Regions from separate parts of the Muntiacus reevesi genome. Here region 2 is linked to region 1. A link is a contact called in public Hi-C data. All regions are on one chromosome and are shown on one strand. Each heading gives the region's core, a stretch centred on a gene start, on an enhancer-like site or on the middle of the called end of the contact. The rest is flanking DNA. Distances are from core to core; before and after follow the strand shown. Region 1 holds the start of TRIM13 (tripartite motif containing 13). Region 2 holds the start of RNASEH2B (ribonuclease H2 subunit B).

Region 1 (4,571 bases), core at 1,229-3,728:
TTCTCAAGGCTCTTGAAAAGACCACCAACTTTCCCTCTAGAAAAGAGTATACCACTTTCTGAACTCTGACCAATGATACACGATGGTGCTCCACCTCTCCAAGTAGTTCCTGACCTTACAACAGAACCATACTTTTATAGAACTTAGTAAAAGAAAAAAGCATACTTTACCATACCTACCTAAGTTTAAAGTATAAAACAGTTTAAGGCAGTTAATATTAGTATGTGTCTGCATATTACCAATATATAGTATATGGTGCTAAAAGTTATGGGATAAGAATAAAACAAATACTGGGTTTAACACCTTAGAGGTCATTTAGCTAAACACCTAACTTTACCAGTGAAAACACTGAGCCCCACCCTGCACTGTTCACAGCAGGCAAGGCATAAGGTCTGAGCCGCCCAGTTATGGGACCTCAGCACTGTCCGAAAAGTGGGTCAAGAATTCAGGATCCTCGCTCATTAAATGGAGACATTTAATCATAAGTTCTCTAAACCCCTTCTAAAATGCTATCATTTTTACAAAGTAGGTTGTAACAGCTTCTCCAGTGAAGAAGGGTAAAGAGCACTGAAACTGCATCTAACTACCTAGCTTTCCAAGCACCAGTTCTACCCTTCATGGAATCAGATTTTTACAATGCCCACCTCATAATGTTCTTGGAAAGATTAAGTAATGTGTGACAACCTTGTAAACTATTGACCTATATCAGTGTAAGGTGATTTAATTAACATGTGTGTGTATAGATACGGTATGGTTGGATGGCATCACCGACTCGATGGACATGGGTTTGGGTGGACTCCAGAAGTTGCTGATGGACTGGAAGGCCTGGTGTGCTGCAGTTCATGGGGTCGCAGAGTCGGATACGACTGAGCGACTGAACTGAACTGTAACTACACATTTACAGTGTTATGTTAGAGCATGAGTGTGTTAACCAAGAGAAGTCCTAAGACAGTTGGACTCTGTTGAACTATCATTTCAAGGGAGGGCAAAGTAAGTGTTACATAGCATAGCAGGTGCAAAGCACGGTTGGTGGAGATGGGCATAGCTGAACAGCTGTGGCAGAAGTAGGGCCAGGTAACCAATACATGCAGAGAATAAAAATAACCTGGTGTTACAGAAAGACTTGCCAGAGAGGCCTAGTATGTCAGCTGGTGCAAAAAAAAAAAAAGACAACAGTATTTTTAGGGAAAGACAGGAGAGTATGAAGAAATATATCTTCTTACTGTGCAAGACAGACGTATAAGCAGTTAATCAACAACTCCATCAAGTTCTACCAGAGGCACTGGCTATATAAAAGAAATTCTGCTTTTAAAATACCTATTATACCTATTATATACAGATCTCTAGGGTCAGAAAACTCAAGCCCTATTGTACAAACCCAAGCAGCAGTGACACAGGAAATTGAAAAAAAAAAAAAAGACAAACCCTATTTAAAAGCAAAAGTTGTTGTAGCCTCTTTTCCTTTGCAATACAAATCTTTGGATTATGTTTCAAATAACTGTTATATAAAGAATGTCTAAGTACTGAATCTATTTTTCTGGGTTTTGACAAAATATGAAAAGAACAAAGACCATTTATGAGGATGGGAACACACACTCGACAGAGTTCAATTTTGAAAGGTTCTGGGCCTGAAGAAATTGGGTGCTTTTTTGCTTAATGTAGGGAAAAGTATTGTAGTTTACCTCTGTCACTTACAAGCCAGGAGTACTGGTCGGGGTTACTGTTTCCCAAGGCAAAGCAATCAGGTTTTGGTTTCTTTTTTCTTCAGGTCGTGACTGGTAATCAAAACGAGGTTACTGCAAATAAAGAACAAAGAAAGAAGAGTGTTATACATTTATCTGCACAGGATCCTTAGTCTTGACCCTCAACGTTTTTTTCAATCATCTCCCCCCGCCCCCAAAGAAGGCCAGCCGGCAAGGACCTGGTGAAAAAGCCGGGAGCCTGGGAGAGCCTGGCGATCTTTTGTGCTAAGGAGCTTCACGGCGAGGGGGCCCTCCCCCGGCACCAGGCACCTCCCCACGTTCAGTACCAGAGGGTGGTGGTCGCGCGCTCAGACTCTGGTTCACGGTCGCCTCTTCTTTTGTAGGCGATCCCGAGGAGCGGCGATGAAGCCAGGAGAGCAGGGTAGCGGAGCAGATTTCCTGGAGCCCTGCCGCGCTGGCCCGGCCCCCGGCCGCCCACCCGCACGCCGTTCCCCCCACCTCCGCTTCCCGGGCCCGGCTGCTCTCCGCGGGGACCCGAGCCAGACCGAGCTCTCCGCCAGCCCCCACGCACGCAGGTGCCCGCCCAGCCAGGGCAAGTCCCCACCCCGCTTCCCCAGGAGAAGCCGGCCGGCGCGTACTTATCTCGGACCTCCGGGGCCGGTGGCGGGGAGTCGCCGGGAGCCGCGCAGCGGCCAGTCCTCCGGCCGTGGGTACCGCGCGTTTACGAGGCGGGAACGGCTGCAAAATGGACTCGCGGCGCCGACGGGCCCCGCCCCGACGCCCTCCTTCCCCCGGCACCTCGGCCCGCCTTCCCGGCCGAGCCGCGCCTTTGTTCCGCCTCCCGGGGCTCGCCTTTCCCCGGGGGAGGGAGGCCGCGGGTGAGGGGAGGCGGGAGTCCTTCCGGTATCTCCAACCGCCGCCTGCAACCGCCACCGCGCGCGGCGCGCGGGGCCGAGGGGCGGGCTCCCGGCGGCGCGGGCTCCCGGCAGCGCGCTCCGCTCGCTTCGTGAGGGCTGCGCGCGCCCGCGGGGCTCCGTGCCCGGGGCGCCGGGCCGGGGACGCGGATCGCGCGGGTCCGCGGGCTGGGCCCGGGCAGAGCGCGGGCGACGGGAGGCGGCGTGGTCCCCGGTGGAGCCGCCTGGGAAGGAAGCCGGCGCACAACGAGATGGTTGGGTTTGGATTGTTGTACTTTTTTTTTTGTTCGTTGCATTTTTAGGAACAAAAAAAAAAGCCCAACCCTTCACACCGCTTCATCTGCATCTCTCACGACCAGCAGCTCGGCCTCAGCGGCTTGGGGGAGACGGAGACGGCTGTCCGCCTGCACCCCACAACCCGGGGTGCGTGGGATGGGCACTTGGCGCAGGGACCAACGCCAGGGCTGTAGCCAAGGGCTCCAGCCAGAGCACAGTCAAAATAGTTAACTATTGCCGCCCCCGCCCTCACCATCTATTTCTTTGCAGGCTTTAGGTTGAACACGAGGGACCCAATTCAAGGTTTCTTTTTAGGAAAAACACCACTGCCCTTTCCTTTGGAGAGAAAGAACTTAAATACAATTAGCCGCTAGCCTGACTCAGTATTCTGACGTCCAGCCCCCTATATAGGGACCTTCTCTAATAGCAAAGGCGTTAAGCACTTACAAACGAGCAATTACAAGATTACAAAGGTGAAAGAATGGTTTCTCCCAAACTTGCAGCCTTGAGGGATGTGAACCAAGGACAAAAATCACAGAATATGCCCTGGGGTTGAGTTCACCCCCATTTGAGGAAGTCTGTGCTTTGGAAGTAGAATTCCTGGGGAAAAGGATTGGTACTTGGGTCCAGTCACTAATAATGCTTAGCACAATCGCTGTAAAAAGCTCCTTCCCACTCCCTTCTAAGATATCCAGTTCCTGACCGTGCTTGGGTCCCATAAAACCCAGTTTTGTGTGTATCTCTGTTAAACCCAATTTTGCCTTTGAAGAATATGTTGCCGTCAAATATAGTCACAATCTGAAAGTTGAGAAATATGATTTATTCAGTGGGAATTTTTAGGACTTCAAGCCTGGGAGACAGCATCTCAAGTGACCCTGAGAGAGCTGCTGGGGGTGGGGATGGGTAGGGAGGTCAAGTTATATAGAAGCGTGCAACAAAGGGCAGGTAGTCTGAACATCAAAAGAATTTTTGTGAATTAAAGAAAACCAGATATACCTCAAGGAATGTAGTGTTTTCTATGTACCAGAAGATGCAAGCGTCTGGGCTCACTGAAATCATTCTTTTCATATGCGTCTCAGCTATCTGGGGCCATATCCTGTTTTTTTCTCAGTGCTCACCATAGGGAACAGCTGCAGCCTAATGGCTGCCCTGCAGCAGGTATTATTTTCCTTCCTGGTTGCCCTGAATGGCTGGAATCACTGATGACTGTGACATCCTTGTTTATTGATATGGCAGGAAATACTCCATTTCTCAAAATAGTCCCTATATTTATGGCATTTTGTCTGCATAAGAACACTGGAATGGCTATTGTGATCTGCAACCTATAGATGAGGAAACGGATGAAGTGATATTTCCAAGACAAAAAACAGGCAGAACAGACTCTGAAGTCAGATTCCAGGTACACAGTCTTTCTATAGCAAGGTAACTGTCAGTATGAAAACTGCATCCCAGTCTCCTACTAAATAAGTGTTATTTAAAAAACACCTGTTTGTATAAACATTTTGAATTACCCTAATATTAAAATGATACAGGAGTGAAAGGTTATCAATTCATAAATCAGAAATTAGCCTTATGTAATTATGTGATACTTATGTGTATCTGATTGGTGGTGGTGATGGTGGTGATTTAGTCGCTAAGTAATCTCGGATTCTTGCGACCCCATGGGCTGTAGCCCGCC
Region 2 (4,571 bases), core at 721-3,220, 860 kb before region 1:
TAGAACAGGCAAGAGGAGCTCACAGGATAAGTTCAAGGTCTTGACGTGTGGACTGGTGACAGGGGTGTATACATATGAAAAGTTCACTGACTTGCACACTTAAAACTTCTACACTTTACTACACGTATATGGGCTTCCCAGGTGGCTCAGCAGTAAAGAATCTGCCTGCCAGTGCAGGAGAGGCAGGTATGATCTGGGTCTGGATCCGGAAGATCCCCTGGAGGAAGAAATGGCAAACCACTCCAGTGTTCTCGCCTGGGAAATCCCATGGACAGAGGAGCCTGGCTACAGTTCATGGGGTCACAAAGAGTCGGACCGGCCATGACTAAGTGATTAAATAACAACAATATTTATATTTCTTTATAAAGGGACAACAATATGTATATTATAATTCTTTACAAAGAGAAGAAAAGTTAAACACATACAAAATATCCTTGACAGATTATCCTGTAATAATTTTCAATATCCATCATAAAAATCTTCCCTGATGGCTCAGAGGGTAAAGAATCAGCCTCCAATGTAGGAGAGATAAGAGAGTTAGGTTTCATCCCTGGGTCAGGAAGATCCCCTGGAGAAGGAAATGACTACCACTCTAGTATTCTTGCCTGAAAAACCCCATGGACAGAGGAGCCTAGCAGGCTATAGTCCAAGGGATCAGAGAGTCAGACACCGCTGAGTAACTAAGCACACATAAAAATCTAAATTACTGGGCAACTACATCTGACATCAGAGTATCATTTACTGCAAAAATACTGCATTTGCTGAGCTACATCTCAAAAGTAGATACAGAGAACAATAGGTTTTCCTATATTCAATTATGCCACCAATTCAATGTATCCTTCTATTAAAAGGCCAAAACTTTCTAGCTTGCACTCCCTGGTCCCAAACTCCATTTATTCTGCCCCTTCATGACATCATAGGTGGCAACTGATGTCCATTATCCCTAGCCCCTGCAGGCCTGGATGTGGTCACCATCCTGGGGAAGCTGACAAGGCTGGCTCCAGCCCTTAGCTACCTGCCTGAATCTCTCCGAATCACCCTTGTCCTAACCCCCGCCACCATGCAGCCTCACAAATCAAGGCCTGTGCCAGCGCAGGGAAAGTGTTAAGGAAGCACAGCCTTCAGGTCAATGCGGACCTATCGGATTCTAGGTTTCGATCCAGTAGGGCTCAGACGCTAAGCCAACTGCCAACTAGAAGATACCAAATTACACCCCAAGAGCAGACACCCCCAGGCCTCGCCGCTGGCCCCCAGGTCCTGAAACCACGCCGCCCCCTCCAGGCCACCCGATCCACAAAGAACCCGAACCGGGAAAATCCACTCGGTGTGCTTCTGCGCTTCCGGCTCAGGTTTAAAAAAAACAAAAAGCGCAACGGAGGGCACTGTGACCAAGATGAGGAGCCACGTGTTCCGGGTCACACACGGGTCCCCCACGCGCGGCCGCGGGGCGCGCAGGGCTGGGGTCGGCGGCCCCTAGGCTCGGCGCTGACTCGGAACAGTCAGGGTGCGCGCGCGGGGGACCGCGGGCCAGAGGGGGCGCGCCCCGTCACCGAGAACCCGCCCAGCGCGCTCTCGGGCCGGGCCGCCCAGGGCAGGAGGTCGGGCCGCGCGCGCGCGCCGCCGCCCCGGGGCCGGCGTGGTTACCTGGGAGCAGGAACACGTGCTGCCAGACGCGAGCGCCGTCCCCGCCGTCCGCGCCGCGCGCCATGCCGCTCGTCCGCTCCCGGCAGCCGCGGGCCTCAGCCCTCGGAGCGCGGGCTCGGCGAGAGGCGGGTGGCAAATGGCGGGAAAGGCGTCGATTCCGGGAATGCGGCGGGGCCCGGGGCGCGCGGCCGGCCGGGCGAGCGTCGTTTCGTTTCCGGAGTCCGCCAGCGGCCCGGATTTCAGAGTTTAAATTGAGCGCCGGGCCCAGGCTGCCGGCCCCCTGGCTCGTCGCCCGCCGGCGGGGAAGGGTCGCGGCCTCTACCCCCTCCGCGGCTCGGCCAATGGGAGCTGCTCACCCGCGGCGCCCCGTGACGCGGCCCGGGGGCGGGGTCGCCTGGGCCCCGGGGCTCCGGGTCCGCGTTCCCTGCGGCCTTCCGCGCGCGCGGCGGGGGCGCGGCGCCGGGGAGATCGCGGCGAGGCCGGGTCCCTGGGCCGTGGGGGGCCCGGAGGCTTGACGCTCGCCGCCCCAGAAGGCTGGCGAACGCGCGCACACCTGGCAGGACGCAGAGCCTGGCGCAAATCCATCCTGAGGACAAGAACCGTCACACCCGAATCCTCACGCTGCTGTTCCTCGTCAACGTTTCTGGATAGCGCTTGCATTCTGCGTTGGAATTAATGCCAGAATCTGGTGTGCTCAGTGATTCATGACAGAATGCATGCAAAGCAGACCTCAAGTTGGGTTTAGTCCTCATTACTCCAAAGAGGGGCACAGTTTGAGGCCCCAAGTGTACATTGGTTGTTTTGGAAGACGTTGATCTGTAACGAGTTAAAAGTCAAGACTTTTAAAAAGCGATGTTTACAAAGTCAGAGTCATGATATTTACGTATTTAAACTTCTCAAAATTTTAATCGTACACGGTTTTAGAAAAGGTACCAAGTGTGTGCCTCATACTTTTAAGTTTGACACCCTGCTACCCTAGATCCCTAATCCCCCTCCCCTGTTAACCGTCTCGTATCTGTTCTTCCAGAATTTTCCCATTCACAAACAAGTTCCTGTGTCTTACTCTTATTTTGCACAAATGAAAGAGTAATATGCATAACTCTTAAGGCACTTAACGTTTCTTGTTTAATCTTGAAGATAGTTAAATGCTGCAGCACTAGATCATCTCGCCTTCCGAAAAGATTCTCTGTTTCAATCCTATTTCCCACCAGGGCAGACAAATGCAACTGAAGGTGACTGCAGGACACACCTGGCAGAGAGGAAGCCTTTCTGGTAGAGGAGGGGCACCCAGAGGCCAGCTCTGGGGCAGGCAGCAGAGGGGTGGGTATTGCTCTAGAGCTATTTTCATCTTTCTCTGATCCCTTCCAGCCACTGACTGTTTGAATATGTGTTTTTACGTGGTTGTTTTCACAGTGCAAAGACTATTTTGTCTGCTCTTCTCCCTTAACATTGCCATAAACACTTTTCCCATGGCATCCAGAACCGTCATTGGAGACAGGCTATTTCACACTGCTAATGTACCATGGTTACTCACCCATTCGTTAACCTGCAATATTTAGGTTATTTCAAACTGTTATTCTAAACAATGCTATAATGTATACTATATATGGACTATGCAGTGGGAGTGTGTGCTCAGTCACTTCAGTCGTGCGACCCCTTAGACTATAGTCCCCCAGGCTCCTCTATCCATGGGATTCTCCAGGCAAGAATACTGGAGTGGGTTGCTATGCCCTCCTCCAGGAGATCTTCCTGACCCAGGGACCAAACCTGAGTCTCCTGCACTGCAAGCGGATTCTTTACCCACTGAGCCAAGCAATGAACTAGAGGTATACATAGTGAACTAATGTACACATGGCAACGTGGATACTTTATATCAAGAGGGGAAAAAAAGAAGGAGGAAAAGATTTAGAGCAGAAAAAAAAACTGGTAAATTAAAAATACATAAAACAACCTATCTTTTAGAAGGATACATGCACATTTAAGGCTATATATCAAACACATAAGAAATGGGTGTCTTAAAACAGGAAAAGTATGGGATAAGGAATGAGAAGACAAGAAATATCAAATAAAAGAGGGGTTGGAGGGGCACGTGGATGACTGTCACTATGTCCTGTGAATGAGAATATAATTCATTGTAGGTACAAGTATGAAAACTTTCTTTTTTTAATGTGCTGAAACAAATATCTCTATGCAATTTCATTTATTCATTAAAAAATTAGTTAAGTACTTTCTTGGAACCCTTGCTGTCTTGGACAGCAAGGAGATCAAACCAGTCAATCCTAAAGGAAATAAACCCTGAAGGAAGGACTGATGCTGAAGCTGAAGCTCCACTCCTTTGGCCACCTGATGCGAAGACCCTGATGCTGGGAAAGACTGAGGGCAGGAGAAGAAGAGGGCGTCAGAAGATGAGATGGTTGCATGCAAAGGACATGAACTTGGGCCAACTCGGGAGATGGTGAGGGACACCAGGGAGGCCTGGTGTGCTGCAATCCATGGGGTGTTGAAGAGTCTGACACAACTGGGTGAATAACCTTGGAAGGGGGACCAGTGCTGATGTTCCAGACAGGCTCCAGATTCCTACTGTCCTCAGGGTAAAGTCTAAGGTCCTAAGCTTGGAACACATGGCCCATGAGATCTGGTCCTCACGTGCCCCTCCCGTCAGTTTCCACTGCCTCCCTCCCTCCCCACCTTGACCACAGTCTGGCAGGTCCTAAGAAACTGCTCTCTGTTAGCACTTGACACTATGTCCCTAATGTTGGAACTGCGCTGCTCTCATCTATGAACTAAATCTTCCCTGATGGCTCAGATGGCAAAGAGTCTGTCTGCAATGCGAGAGACCCAGGTTCGATCCCTGGGTTGGGAAGATCCCCTGGAGGAGGGCATGGCAACCCACTCCAATATTCTTGCCTGGAAAATCCCATGGACAG

What was found. A called contact is a pair of places that touch in the nucleus more often than the background predicts.
Region 2: a Hi-C map of muscle shows a contact between it and region 1, with 4 times the contacts expected there. The contact joins the promoter of RNASEH2B here to the promoter of TRIM13 in region 1. A contact is called at or near these places in 2 of 3 Hi-C or Micro-C datasets (blood and muscle).

What each region holds. Positions count from the first base shown.
Region 1 is chr11:18,093,348-18,097,918 of mMunRee1.1, reverse strand. TRIM13 (tripartite motif containing 13) reads right to left here and starts at 2,478. Exons shown (of 3, transcript XR_010658527.1): 1 at 2,342-2,478; 2 at 1,683-1,796. It overlaps LOC136144367 (collagen alpha-2(I) chain-like), which reads left to right. Exons shown (of 8, transcript XM_065902189.1): 8 at 2,087-2,585. The coding sequence ends at 2,585.
Region 2 is chr11:18,951,163-18,955,733 of mMunRee1.1, reverse strand. It overlaps RNASEH2B (ribonuclease H2 subunit B), which reads right to left and starts at 1,970. Exons shown (of 11, transcript XM_065902156.1): 1 at 1,645-1,970. The coding sequence starts at 1,708.